2 separate regions of the Sus scrofa genome follow, and region 2 is linked to region 1. A link is a contact called in public HiChIP or PLAC-seq data. All regions are on one chromosome and are shown on one strand. Each heading gives the region's core, a stretch centred on a gene start, on an enhancer-like site or on the middle of the called end of the contact. The rest is flanking DNA. Distances are from core to core; before and after follow the strand shown. Region 1 has its middle 150 kb from the start of TMEM167A. Region 2 has its middle 36 kb from the start of VCAN.

Region 1 (6,785 bases), core at 1,165-3,664:
TTTTTCTCAAAATGTACTTCTCTTCAGCCTTCCAGGATGGAAGGTGTTCTTTTCCAGTTCTTCCACCACCGCATAATAAAATCAGAAGTTCTGGGGCAAGGCTTAGATATGGGTGTTCATTAGGAAGCTCTATGAGTGATTAAAACAGGCAGCTGGGGCTGGAATGACTGCTCTTACCATAAGCACTGAGAAGGCAAGTTGTAGTCCATTTCAGTGCTGATATTTGTCTCTGTGTGACCTATTTCAAAGTTCCTGCTTTGATAGACATTTTTGAAAGTCTTGATAATATAATAAGTCATTAACAAAAGTTTAGAGAGTGCCATATCAAGCTACTGAAGTGTTATCATCAAGCTCTGTTAGTTGTCAGATACAAGCAATTGTACATTTAATAATTATAGGACCAGGATGTTGCTGAGTCCTGCTTTTGCATGGCGCAATGGGACAGAAAAGCCTCCTGTGACGCACATTCACAGGAATGCCAATCTCTGTGGCTGCTCATGCAATATAGTAACATTTTGTCACATTTAAACCTCCCATAAGGGAAAGTATGCATTCCTACGTTAAGCATATAGCCCAGTTCAGTTAATCCTGCCAGTAAATTACCAGTATAATAAGTGCTCCCTACTAAATACTATTGGAAATGTACTTTTTTTTTTTTTTTTTTTTTTGTCTTTTGTCTTTTTGTTGTTGTTGCTATTTCTTGGGCCGCTCCAGCGGCATATGGAGGTTCCCAGGCTAGGGGTCCAATCGGAGCTGTAGCCACCGGCCTACGCCAGAGCCACAGCAACGCGGGATCCGAGCCACGTCTGCAACCTACACCACAGCTCACGGCAACGCCAGATCGTTAACCCACTGAGCAAGGGCAGGGATGGAACCCGCAACCTCATGGTTCCTAGTCGGATTCGTTAACCACTGCGCCACGACGGGAACTCCGGAAATGTACATTTTTAGTGTGCAAGTTAATAAAATTTCTTCTTGAAGCATGAGTGTATTCCCTTGAAAAAAAAGCTCATGCCCTACTTTTACATTAAAGCTGCTATTCCCTGGACAATATATTTTCCCACTGTGATAGAATTTTGAAATTCTAGTGTGCATCATCTGATGAGTTTACTAAAAATGCAAAATTCTGGGCCTCACGCTCAGAAAATATGATTCTATAGATGTGGATGATGGCCCAGGAATCTGCATTGAAGAAATTGTGCAGATTACCCCAATGCAGAAGGAACTTGGATGTTCCTTTGAGAATCTCATTCTCAGGCATAGAGCAGAAAGAGGCAGATTAATTAACAACCCAAAATCTTCTGATAAATACTTTCAGAGGAAATAGCGCAGAGAAAATCAGTATGTAAAGTTCTGCAAAGGACCCAAGTCGCACTAAAGCTAAATAGATGGTAACTCTTCCCATTATACATATAAGTGAACTGAAAAGATAAGAAAGTCATTATCAGTTTAATAATTTTTTTAAAGAAAAATTCATTTATTGAGGTAAAGAACCCTTAATTATCAAAATGCCAGACTTTGAAGTTCCTGTTAAGGCTCAGCGGTTATGAACCCAACTAGTATTCATGAAGATGCAGGTTCGATCCCTGGCCTTCTCAGTGGGTTAAGGATCCAGTATTGCCCCCAGGGTGGTGTAGGTGGCAGACATGGCTTGGATCTGGCATTGCTGTGGCTGTGATGTAAGCCTGCAGCTGCAGCTCAGATTCGACCCCCAGCCTGGGAACTTCCATATGCTGCAGGTGCTGCTATAAAACACCAAAAAAAAAAAAAAAAAAAAAGCCAGACTTTGAAATGACATTTTTATTTGCTCTGTGAAATACTAATTCTACAGAATCATGTTTCTTCAGCATACTGGATCAACGTGTCTCCCCACAACACAAAAGACGCATAATGTCAACTGCCCTTTACAAATAAATAGCAGTTTTCCTACTTGTCTTTCCCCAAGAATCTCTCTCCATGTATTTGTGCATCGTGTCAGGACAAACCACAAGCTCAGACAAAAGCAAATAGGTAAACCGGTTAAAACTGGAGGCCCTTCTTTGCTGTCATCTCTTTTCCTCAGAGGAATGATCGCCAAAGGGAGCTAAATGGTTGAAAATAAGTATTCAAATAAAATCAGTATTACATTCAAGCTACTTTATTCATTTTAAGAACTTGAGCTGTTTTTCTCTGTGTTATCATAAATGGAAGCAGGTAGAAACCTGCAAATTCAAACAGTGAGGGAAGTAAAAGTGACAGAAGTCTTTGTTAGGTACTTAAGCAGCTTGGATCATCTTCCTCTCTGTATATCCCCCAGACAAGCAATTATGATTGCTTTACAGATAATAAATTCTACAGGGAAGTTACTCACTCTGATTGAAAAGCCTAGCATGGTTGTGCCCAAAATAACCATGGCCAGATGCCAAGTGAAATTTCCCCTAAACATGACTGTCTTGCCCAGTTCCACAATCCCAGACAAGGGTTGCTCCAAACCTCTTCAGCACCCACCTCATCCCTCTACTGGTTAGAACAAAAGCCCTTGACTTACCCTCCCCTAAATTGTCCCTTCTTGCCTGCATTTCTCACCTGCCTCTAAACTTGTGGCCAGTATTTAACGGCTGACCGGTGGACTGACTGAGCAAAGCTCAGATCTGCTCCCTTGCAGTTCAAAAGTATTTTGATCCCTAAATGATTAGCTCCTTTTTGCACACAGAAATGTCCTCAATTATGAAGCTAGTCACACAGGAAGGAGGAGGAAAGAAAGGGGAAAAGAAGGGGGTCCCTTGACGATAACTGCTGTGACCCAGCCCTGGTTCTGCCCTTGACCACTTCACCCTCCTCCTTCAAAGGAGCTTAGAAATGGGTACAGGTCTTTTCATGCCATTATTACCTTGTGACTCAGATTTTATTTATTTATTATTTAATTATTTATTTATTTGTCTTTCAGGGCCACACCTGCAGCACATGGAGGTTCCCAGGCTAGGGGTCAAATCGGAGCTATAGTTGCAGGCCTACACCACAGCCACAGCACTGCCAGATCTGAGCCACATCTGTGACCTACACCACAGCTCACAGCAACATCAGATCCTTAACCCACTGAGTGAGGCCAGGGATCAAACCTGCAGCCTCATGGATACTAGTCTGATTCGTTTCTGCTGAGCCACAAAGGCACCTCCCAGATTTTATTTTATTTTATTTTTTTAAAGAATCAGTTTACCCATAACTTATGGTGACCAAAAATAAAACCAATGTCAAGAAAAGAAAAGTTTGCTGGTTCACTTACATTTCTTAGGGGGATGATAATATACCAAACCTTACATGAGTATCTGTGTATCAACCATCTTCATCCATTAAAAATGCCTATGCTGGTAGCACTTCCTATTCCAGTTAAAATAAATGTCCCACTGTGCTTGCTTCAGCAGCACATATACTAAAATTGGAATGATTCAAAGATTAACATGACCAGTGTGCATGGATGACATGGGGATGAGGGAAGCATTCCATATTAAAAGAAAAAGAAATAAAGGTCCCACTGATGATTGCATACATATCACCCAAACTTAAAAAAAAAAGTCTTAATTTCTACCTGCCACTTAATTTTATTTATTTCAATATTTTTAATAAGTTTTTCATCTCTTGGCCTTTTCCATCACAAGTAATATTTTCCATTTTTCCAGCATCTTCTATGATGGTTCATATGTCATCAATCCTCAAGTTGTGGTTGGTATATACTGGGATGGGACGGCCATCCAGGGCTCAGACTCAGGCTTGTGAGATAGATTAATCAAAATATAATGGTCTAACGTAGTAACCAAGTTTGTGAACATAAGCTGAGGGGTTTTTTTACCTAATAAGTAATGATAATAACTATTTTCTTGTTTCTTTCTGGATGCTAATGGCCAACTTCAGAGAGATGCAATATTAGTACAGCAACGCAGAACACTCAAAATCAAAATATTTCCATCGGATTTTGATTTTTCTTTTAATTACAATGGTACATGAGTTTAGCTTTCTTCATTTTACAATAGTTTAAATTACAGTACATCTAATGAATGAAAACAGGTGGTTCTCTATGTTTGAGTTTTCTGGGCCTAGCAGTAGAAACAGGCTGTCCCGCACAGCCTGCTGAAAGCCCCACAGCAAGTAAGCAGAAAGGAGTCATGGAGGATGTAATTAGCCCTATGAGAGCGAACCAAGTAGTGTCAAATAAATAATTCAATACTAGCCTTTTTTCATTAATATAAAAAAAAGTAGAGGATGGGAGAGTTTTGACTGTCTTCTTCTAGTACTCATAAATTACATGTGCAGCCTTAAAAATTTCTGTTGCCTGTCTAGGCCTTTAAAAAAGTAGCTCAAGGATTAGATTAGCAATAAAATGTTTGTGACTAGTACCTAGGATTTTGACTCCTAGTGCAATGTTTTTTCACTGCTATATACAACAGCCTGATCTTCAGCAAGAGATATTTTGCTGAAAGGGAACTTCTTAGGGGGCATAAAGGCCAATAATAATCTATTCCAGAATGCCCAGTGGAATTCTTTAGCTTTAGTCTTCAAGATCCAAGTGTGAGCAGCTGTCACAAAGAACAAGTTGTAGGCAGAAACAAGGGCAGGTACACAGGGGCGAGGCAGACATAGAAGGAAAAAGGATCATCTCTCTCTTCACCCCCCGTCCTGCCCCAGGCCAAAGTGTTCCCATGACTCTTATTTCAGAATCATTTATGAAGTCAGAGGTAGATAGATATTCACAAAAGTGCTGCTCTTCCTTTTAGTACCCATCCAATCTGTGAGCTCCAGAGCGATTGCAACTCTTGATCTCCAAACCCTTGTACAGGAAGAGATGCTAAGCGGATCACTTTTCCAAGTCATTTTCTAACAGCCGTATGACACATCTCATGACAAAAGCTGACACAATTTGAACACAACTTTAAAAATTGCTTTCTTATGCCATTATAAAAACATCAGTATTTAGTTGATAAAACTAATAATGTCATAGGGAGATCAGAAATTGAGTTTTTACATATAATAATAGAAAAATCACAGAAACCATGCCATTTGATGAAAGTAAATGCTTTTTAACACGTTTTTCTTCTTTTCTGGAAATGATGGATGACAGTAATAAGAACTTTAAGAAGTGGTGGTAATTCTGTGAAAAACCGTCAATTAATAGATCAGATTAGACTATCAATAATTTACATCTAGGTATTCCCACTAACATTTACAAACTGATCCAAGTTTTGGCTCCCCAGCTGGTCCCAGTAAATTATATTCACAGTACCCCAAATTTGTGTAGTGTTCAGTTCCAATTATAAATAATTTGAAATTAAATCGGCAAGGGTACGGTAGATAAAGGTTGAAATGCAAAGAAGTGCAGGCAGGAGAGTAAAGATAAATTTGAACCAGAGCCACATCTTGTTATAAACATGCTTAAATACAGTCTTTGCCTTTGCCAAATGATTTGGGAAACTGAGGAAATACCATGGGGATAATTAAAACAAAGTAAAGAGAAATTCAAAATTGCCTTTGATTTGAGGTATTGAGAAGATACATGTAAAGATTTTTGGTTGTGTCTTGGTTTGAATTACCTAAACATAATTGCTCTCAATATCTCCACTTCAGTTACTGTGTTCCCATGGGGTCTTTAGAATAAGAGATAAAAGGACACTATTCAGAGGCATGTTTATTGAACAACAGCGAGAATGAATTAATAAGTATAGTCTTTACAAACCCACAACCCCCCTACACATTTCCACCCTTCTTCTCACTTCTTTCTTGAGCATATCTGGAATTTTAATTGCCAGTTACTCTCTGTTAAAGTAATCAAATACTATTTGGACTTAACTATAAGTTTTACAGTTTTCCTTGCTCAATTATTATTATTTTTTTAATTCGTAGCTTTTCCTTATACTAATTTTTAAAAATTTGCTATAACCTATCCTCTAGAAATTCTTTTTGAAATTCTATAGGTAGTAAACTTCATGAATCCTTATAAATCTTAATATTAGTTTGCATTCTTGGTTTGAAATTATTTTCCCATAGAAATTTTGAAGAAACCGTTTCACTATTTTCTTGCATCCAATGCTGCTGATGGAAAGTCAATAGAATATATTGATCTGGCACAACAGCAGATCCTGGAGTTTAAAGAATGAAAGCAATAAAGGAGTTCACATCAGCCCTGCAGACCTTGCAGTCTCTGTGAGGGAGCTGACCAAGATGGCCACTGTGCCCCTTCCTATCCCTCATCTTGTGAGCCTGTGCATTTGCCTAGCATTTATGTCAGTGGTTGTATTTATTTTCTACCACTTTGTAACAAACCGCCACACACTTAGAAGTTTTATACAAGGCAGAGTTATCATCTCAGTATTTGTGGGTCAGGAGCTTGGGCACAACGTGACTAGATTCTCTGTTCAAGACATTCCAAGGCTGAAATCAAGAGTCACTTGAGGCCATAAGCCTCATCTGAGACCCAGGGTCCTCTCCTAAGCTGCCCCCTTATTGGCAGAATTCATTTCTTTGTGGTGGCAGGCTAAGGTCCCTGTTTTCTTGCTGGTTTGTGGTTGGGGATCATGTTCAGCTTTCAGAGGCCACCTGCACTTGTCTGACACATGGCCTCTCCACAGCCACAGTTTGTTTTCAAGGCTACTGAGAAAAATCTCTCTGCTATCTCTCTGTCTTCTAGAACCTCTTTTGAAAGGGTTCATCTGATTAGACCTGACCCACCCAGAATCAGGGAGAGATTTTTCCCCAAACAACATAATTTAGAGGGCCATCCATTCTGATACATGTTGTTTCTGCTCATTTATTTTTAG
Region 2 (7,136 bases), core at 3,348-5,847, 450 kb after region 1:
TATATAGCATATAGCATTACTTTTCTCTGAATAATTTCATCTCCATTTCTTCATTTACTCTCAAGAAAACTGAGAGGATAATTAGGACAGTTGTATTCTATTTTACAGTTGAAGAAACTGGTGCAGAAAGAAGTAAAGCCTTTTACAGTTAGCGTAGACTAGGTCAAGGCATTGGGAAATGAAGCCAAATCTGGTTTGCAGCTTATTTTCGTGCAGTCTGGAACTAAGGGTGGTTTCTTTTTCTTTTCTTTTTTTTTAATTTGTTAAGAAAAATAAAAAGAGGAATATTTGTTCTCTGGCCTTTTACCAAAAAAAGCATGCCAACCTCTGGACTAGGTTATGCTATAGTAACAAACAATACACATATCTCAGTGGTTTTGCCTGAAAAAATGCATTTCTTGTGGACACTGGGGGTCAAACACAGTCTTGTGGGAGTCTCTACTTATCCAGATCACTTAGGAATCCAGACCGACAGAGACTTTGTGTCATTATGTGCTTTCATAGTCACGATGGCTGCTGGAAGGTAACATGATGAGATGAGCAGTGACTCTCAAGATTACCACCTGGATGTGAAACATACCACTTCTGCTCACATTTCACTGGCCAAACAACCCACATGACCTCATCTCACATCAGAGTGGCAGGGAAATGCCTTACTGCCTCATGCCTCTAAGAAGGAAATCCAAAAATATCTGGTGAACAGTAGCACTAATACAGGGTACACATACTTACACACATACGTGTCCATTTAGAAAGCTAATTTAAGAATCTATATCCCATGAATCTTAATTTATTGATTTCCCCCTATAGATAGATGGATAGATAGAGAGATAGAAGTAGGTATCTCTGTAATATATATTGATAAGTAGAAACCTCTATTATGTGTTTATATATATCGAATTCTTATCCTACAAAGAATTCTGTATAATCAACATATAAAAGATGTCACTTTATATAGGGAGATCTGTCTATCTATTGACAGATATTTGCATTATAAGGAAACCTGCAGTTGATTCTAAGGAAGTTAATTTTATATATAAAGACAGGTGGGGTTAGTAGCAACAGATCCAAGTACAATATTATTATAAAATTTTAGGTTTGGGATAATCTCCTGATGATGTACTTCTTCCTTAAATGTGTTTTCTAAGTAAAAGCCTTATATCATTTTAAAATCATGCTAGAGGAGTTCCATTCATGGCTCAGCAGCAACGAATCTGACTAGTACCCATGAAGATGCAGATTCATCCCTGGCCTGCTCAGTGAGTTAAGGATCCACATTGCTGTGAGCTGTGTATAGGTCACACATGCAGCTTGGATCTAGCATGGCAGTGGCTGTGGTGTAGGCCACCAGCTACAGCTCTGATTTGACCCCTAGGCTGGGAACCTCCATATGCTGCAGGTGTGGCCCTCAAAAGACAGAATAAATAAGTAAATAAATAAAAAATAATAAAATCATGCTAGAGAAGTTTTTCTATGATCTCATGTTAGAAGTAGTTTCTCTGTGTGACAAAGACAAGTCTACCTATCCTCCCCAACCCCCCACACACACTCATACACACACACACACACACCCTCACACACACCCTCACACACACACACACACTCTGAAGGACAGTCTTCCTGGTTGCCAAGAGGCATTGTGAATTGATAGTTTCCTTATTACATGCCTGCATGCACAAGGTGGATTTGTACTCTGAAATGATCCTGCACCTGAGAGCTCAGGGGCCACACCCTTCCTGGCTCAGGGGCAAAGCGAGAAAATAACGATGATGAAGTGAAGGAATAATTTTTTTTATCTTCATGTATGCACCTTTCCTTTAACCAGAGGTTATTGGTGGGTTTGTCTCCTTCCATCTTCAACCTTTTCTCTTTACTTAGGAAATGCCACATGAGAGAAACATCAATTGTGAGGTGGTTTTTTTTTTTTTTTTTTTTTTAAACCATGCACTTGGCCATTCCATCCATGTAATCTTTGCCACTGGAGAGCTATTACTGTGAAAATAGCAAAGTTTACAGATGACATGATAACTCTTCGGGGGTGGGGGGTGACCCTGAAAGGGACAATTTCTTTTCAGAGGAATATATCACAGTATTTAGAGAGAAGAGATCTTGTGAAAAAGCCACCAGTGGAAGAGTCCAAGCAGGTCTTCTATCTGTTTGGGAAGAGTTAACAGCAATGTGTGGGAAGTCAAACAAAAATGGAAAGTGGAGATTTTCTTTGCTTTTTTTTTTTAAAGGATGTTTGTTTAAGGAAAGTATGTGTGGAGGCAGGAAGGGGGAGAGCCATGGCTCCAGTGAAAGAGAAGGGATTTGGTGAAACAAATACCAGCAGTGGTTCAAAGGACTTCTGGACATGCAAGATAGTAAATAAGCTAAAGAAGCAATTTTCATAAAAAATATTTTCCCAGCCATTGAGGAAAGACAATGGAATTGTAAGGTTGCTACTGAATAATTAAATCTGTCAGCTGAGCTCATATCATGAATATCACTGATAATCATTTCAGTTGGCTTCCCTGAGTTTTTCCATTTTTTCTCTGAGTATTCATATTTCCATTGAATTTCTTCTGGAATTAACCTGTACCACCGAGAAATGATTAAACTGCTTTAAAAAGGCCCTCGTTTCCATCTTGAAAGAGAAAATATAAATGCAAAAAGAGTACTCTAGCTCCTAGCTCAATTTCCAAGGCATCTGGATGTTAGCAAGCTGGGGAATAAAGTGAGGAAGGCATTTTATCCGACACTATGGAAAGTAGGGCAGAAATCCCAGAGAAAATGGTGTCTTTTTAAAAAAGAAGTATGAACATCCAGCCATAAAGGCTCTGTTTTAAAGATGATGTCTTCTGAAATGATGAGTTGAAAGAATCATTTTATATTATTTATTGGTTCATGAATATAAACAACTTAAAAATATTGTAAAGCCTTACTTCAAAAGGAGTCAGTAGTAATTTTATTATTAGAAACAAATTTAAGATTCTCAGCTTTTCGCTGATGAAACTACAGGCTGCCTGGTTCTCTATGAAGTTATGATACTGGTAAAACAACTTGTACAAAATCTTATCCCCACATATTTAAAGCTTTTTGTTGGTGTAAATCCAAGTCAATATATGAGTGTAGAAATATAACTCATATTTGGACTGAAATTAAGCTTTGAATTTCAAAGAAAATATTCAAATATGCAATGTATCATTCAATTTCAGAACATAAAAATCTTCAAGCTTTACATCTTGCAGGCTTTATGTATTGGTGATCAGATTCAATCACTGAAGAGTTAATATTCTGTGCATACTGTAATTAAAAACTAATAGATCTCTGAGCCACCTAGTTCTCAAATGTGCCTGATGAGGCAAACATTTCACTTCTGCAAAAATAAATTTCTAATTTTGAAGTATGAGTTGAGCCTCCTATCAAGGAATTCTGTGATGTTTGTTCATTTATCTAAGATACTTTTTTTCAGACTTGTGAATATTTATGAACCACTGGGTTCAATTGAGTGTTATAAGAAGTGAGAGGTAGTGTCTTCCAGACGTAAAGGGTGCTTTTAATTCTTTTGCTTCTCCAGATACTCACTGGCATCTTGTCATGCTTGAATGAGCCATTCAAAATAGAGCTGCCATCTAATCGAAGTACCTGAAGTGCAAAGACGAGAGGAGAATTTAATGAAGCATAAATTGTCTGTTCAGTTGGAGATACAGACTCCTTTACCATAGCACAATTAAAATAACATGTAGTGGAGACTTCTGTTAATCAACCCCAACCACCTTCTGTTTCACAGACAGGAAACCTACAAGATCAATAAATGTCTTTATTGTGAAGTGTGATGCATGGACAGTAAATGTATTCCGTGTGAGTGTGTGTGTGTGTGTGTGTGCACGTGCGCATGAATATGAGCATATGTATTTATAACTAGGAGTCTACCGGAACAAATGTACCACTGTGGTGGGGGATGTAGGGCAGGATAGACGGGGAGGTTGTACCTGTGTAGGTTCAGGGGATATAAAGGAACTCTTTTATCTTCTAATTTTGTTGTGCACCTAAAACTGCTCTGAAAAATAAAGTCTATTTTAAAACATGGAGTGGGGGGAAGAATCTACCATGTATAATTCACTATGTTCAGTGCTGATAGGGGTTGTTACTAAGATTAATCGAAATATTCCCAGTACCTACAGGAAACAGTAGCCCTTGTTGGATCCCAACAAGCTGGCCTCTTTTTAACAAAAACAAAAACAAAAAGTCATTATGCAGCTCTCCAGGCCAAGGCTATAAAAAGTGCAGGCACTGAATTTGGGAGGAATGGTAACTGTAGTGCCTCAATGGAAAAAACCCAGGTATTTTGTGGATAATGGACCTTCTTCTGGTTGTGAACTGTTATTCAATTTCTTTTTTTTTTTTTTTTTAGTTTTTTTTTTAAATTGTTATTTCCCCAATACAATTTTTTTTTTCTACTGTACAGCACGGTGACCCAGTTACACTTACATGTATACATTCTTTTTTTTCCCATTATTATTCAATTTCTTAACCTTATGTGTATGTCCATGGGGTGACTGGGCAGAAAAGCCAAAAGCTTAGTCATTAAGGAGAGAGGAAGCAGAGGGCTGTGGGAGGAGCAGCACAAGTGAAGGACACCCTCTCCCCATTTGTAATTCTAGAGGAACCAGGAAGCTCCAGACATGGAAACAACCAAGTTCAGAAAATAGGAATAGCAGGGAGTTCCCGTCGTGGCGCAGTGGTTAACGAATCCGACTAGGAACCATGAGGTTGTGGGTTCGGTCCCTGCACTTGCTCAGCGGGTTAATGATCCGGCGTTGCCGTGAGCTGTGGTGTAGGTTGCAGACGCGGCTCGGATCCCACGTTGCTGTGGCTCTGGCATAGGCCGGTGGCTACAGCTCCAATTCAACCCCTAGCCTGGGAACCTCCATATGCCTCGGGAGCGGCCCAAAGAAATAGCAAAAAAAAAGACAAAAAAAAAAAAAAAAAAAAAAAAAAAAAAAAGAAAAGAAAATAGGAATAGCGAACAAGGGATCTAAAAACCCACCAAAAGGAGTTCCCTTCGGAAATGAATCTGACTAGAATCCATGAGGATGAGAATTTGATCCCTGGCCTCGCTCAGTGGGTTGGAGATCTGGCGTTGCCATGAACTACTTTGACCTGCTGTAGGTCGAAGATGCAGCTCGGCTACTACCGTTGCTGTGGCATAGGCTGGCAGCTGTAGCTCCTATTCATCCTCTAGCCTGGGAACTTCCAAATTAATAGTAGTAATAAAAATAAATAATAAAAATCACCACCAACACAATATGCATTCACATATCCCTTATTTTATTTATTTATTTTTTTAGAGCCGCACCCATGGCAGTGGGGGTTCCCAGGCGAAGGATCTAATTGGAGCTGTAACCAGCCTACACCACAGCCACAGCAATGCAGGGTCCAAGCTGCGTCTGTGACGTACAGCACAGCTCACAGCAACACTGGATCCTTAACCCACTGAGCAAGGCCAGGGATCAAACCCATGTCATCATGGATACTAGTTGGGTTCGTTAACCACTAAGCCACGATGGGAACTCCAATATCCCTTATTTTAGAAAATATTTCTTGAGTGTCTATGTGTATATGTAAAGCATTTTGGGGTGCTAGTCACTAGGTATCTGGTAATGAACACAACTAACATGTTTCCTGCCTTTTTGTGATTTGTAACCTAGTGGTGAATGCTTGGCTCTTTATGCCACAAGGCTAAATTACCTACCACCTTTCCTTGAACCATTGCAGAGCTGCAGGATCCATTTCAAGATCACTTGGTGTATTTCCTTGTTAGGTCATTTTAGACTTCTTTAGTCTAGGTTAGTTCTTTGGTCTTCCTTTCATTTTCTTGACCTTGACTCTTTGAAACCTGTAGGCCTGTTATTCTGTAGACTATTTCTTAATTTTGGTTGTCTCCTGTTTCCTTATGAATAAAATCTTGATGGTTTCCTTCCACGGTCGTGTAGATCATGACCCAGCCTGACTTAAGGGAACACATTTGCACATCCAGAGCTTTCTCCCTCTATGCAGTTCCGTTCTCTGGTAACTCTGTCCCATAAATTCTAACTTCTTTGGCTTTGCTAGACTCTGATGTCTATCCCCTTGACTCACTGAAACCCCCGTGCTTTGTACATGGCTCATTGTCCTGTGCTGTAACCTGTAAGCTGCCTCCAGGCCTAAGCTCTCCTCTTCCTTGCCCTCCTCTGGGATAATAGCCTTGTGATTCGTTGTCCAATGTCTTAAAATTATTTTCACATATTTTGTCATGTTTTCTGATTGTTTAATATGAAAGGATTTATATGGTCCTTGAATCCTATTGTGACCAGAAACAGAAGTCTATTACTGTCTTCTGACAATTGAAACTACAGCATAAAAATTTAGTGAGTGCATAGATACTAAATGACTGCAGTTTCCTTCTTCAAGTGTACTTGGCTGGAACCTAGAGCTTGCTCCTGATCAGCTACTCAGAGCTTGCCCCCATGTCACCACCACATTCTCTGCCCAAATTGCCTCCAGAGCCCTCACCCCTCCCAGATTATACAGCAGCCATCTCTTCTCAATTACCCACCATTGTGACGACATCCAACTTACAAGGGGCCAAACCACCAGCAGGACTGCAGAACCAAAAAAGTGGACACCTCTGCCTCAGGATATCCACAAAGCCGACCCTGACAATGGGCGAGCACACTCCCCATTCCCCATGGAGTGTGCATAACACCTAGACAGTGTGTGAATCTATCATTACTGGAACTCCAAAACCAGCTGCTGACAAGAATGGCTCCTCTTTTGTTTGACTTCCTTAAGAATCCGTTCAAGCAGATGAAATCCATTCTAAAAATGTAAAATAAACTTGTACTTGAGTTTGGAAATCTGGCATCACAGTATGCATCTTTGATAAGCACACCCTGGGAGACAGTGACAAGGAGAGTGAGGCTGCAGGCTGACTTTCTGTGGCCATTGGGGATGACTCCCCATGGTGAATAACGCAGTGCATCCCCATTTGTGTCACCTTTACATTTATGTAAGCTTTACCAAAAGGTCCACCTCTCCTTTCTTCCCACATTGGAAGAAATTGAAAAAGTTGGACCAGTCTTTTCTACAAAGTGTTTTGGTCCAAAAAAAAA

Evidence for each region. HiChIP or PLAC-seq counts read pairs in DNA pulled down with a chosen protein or histone mark.
Region 2: an H3K27ac HiChIP or PLAC-seq map of alveolar macrophages shows a contact between it and region 1. The contact joins two enhancer-like sites. A contact is called at or near these places in 1 of 47 Hi-C or Micro-C datasets (embryonic fibroblasts) and 1 of 2 datasets of contacts at active chromatin or transcription factors (alveolar macrophages).

What each region holds. Positions count from the first base shown.
Region 1 is chr2:91,207,202-91,213,986 of Sscrofa11.1, forward strand. No RefSeq gene overlaps it. Among named protein-coding and RNA genes, the nearest start is that of TMEM167A, 150 kb to the right of the region's middle. Within about 2 kb of position 2,415, at least 1 of the 83 cell types and tissues checked has an H3K27ac peak or open chromatin away from gene starts, as enhancers often do. A contact at or near this core is called in alveolar macrophages, where this site is marked.
Region 2 is chr2:91,659,799-91,666,934 of Sscrofa11.1, forward strand. No RefSeq gene overlaps it. Among named protein-coding and RNA genes, the nearest start is that of VCAN, 36 kb to the right of the region's middle. Within about 2 kb of position 4,598, at least 1 of the 83 cell types and tissues checked has an H3K27ac peak or open chromatin away from gene starts, as enhancers often do. A contact at or near this core is called in alveolar macrophages, where this site is marked.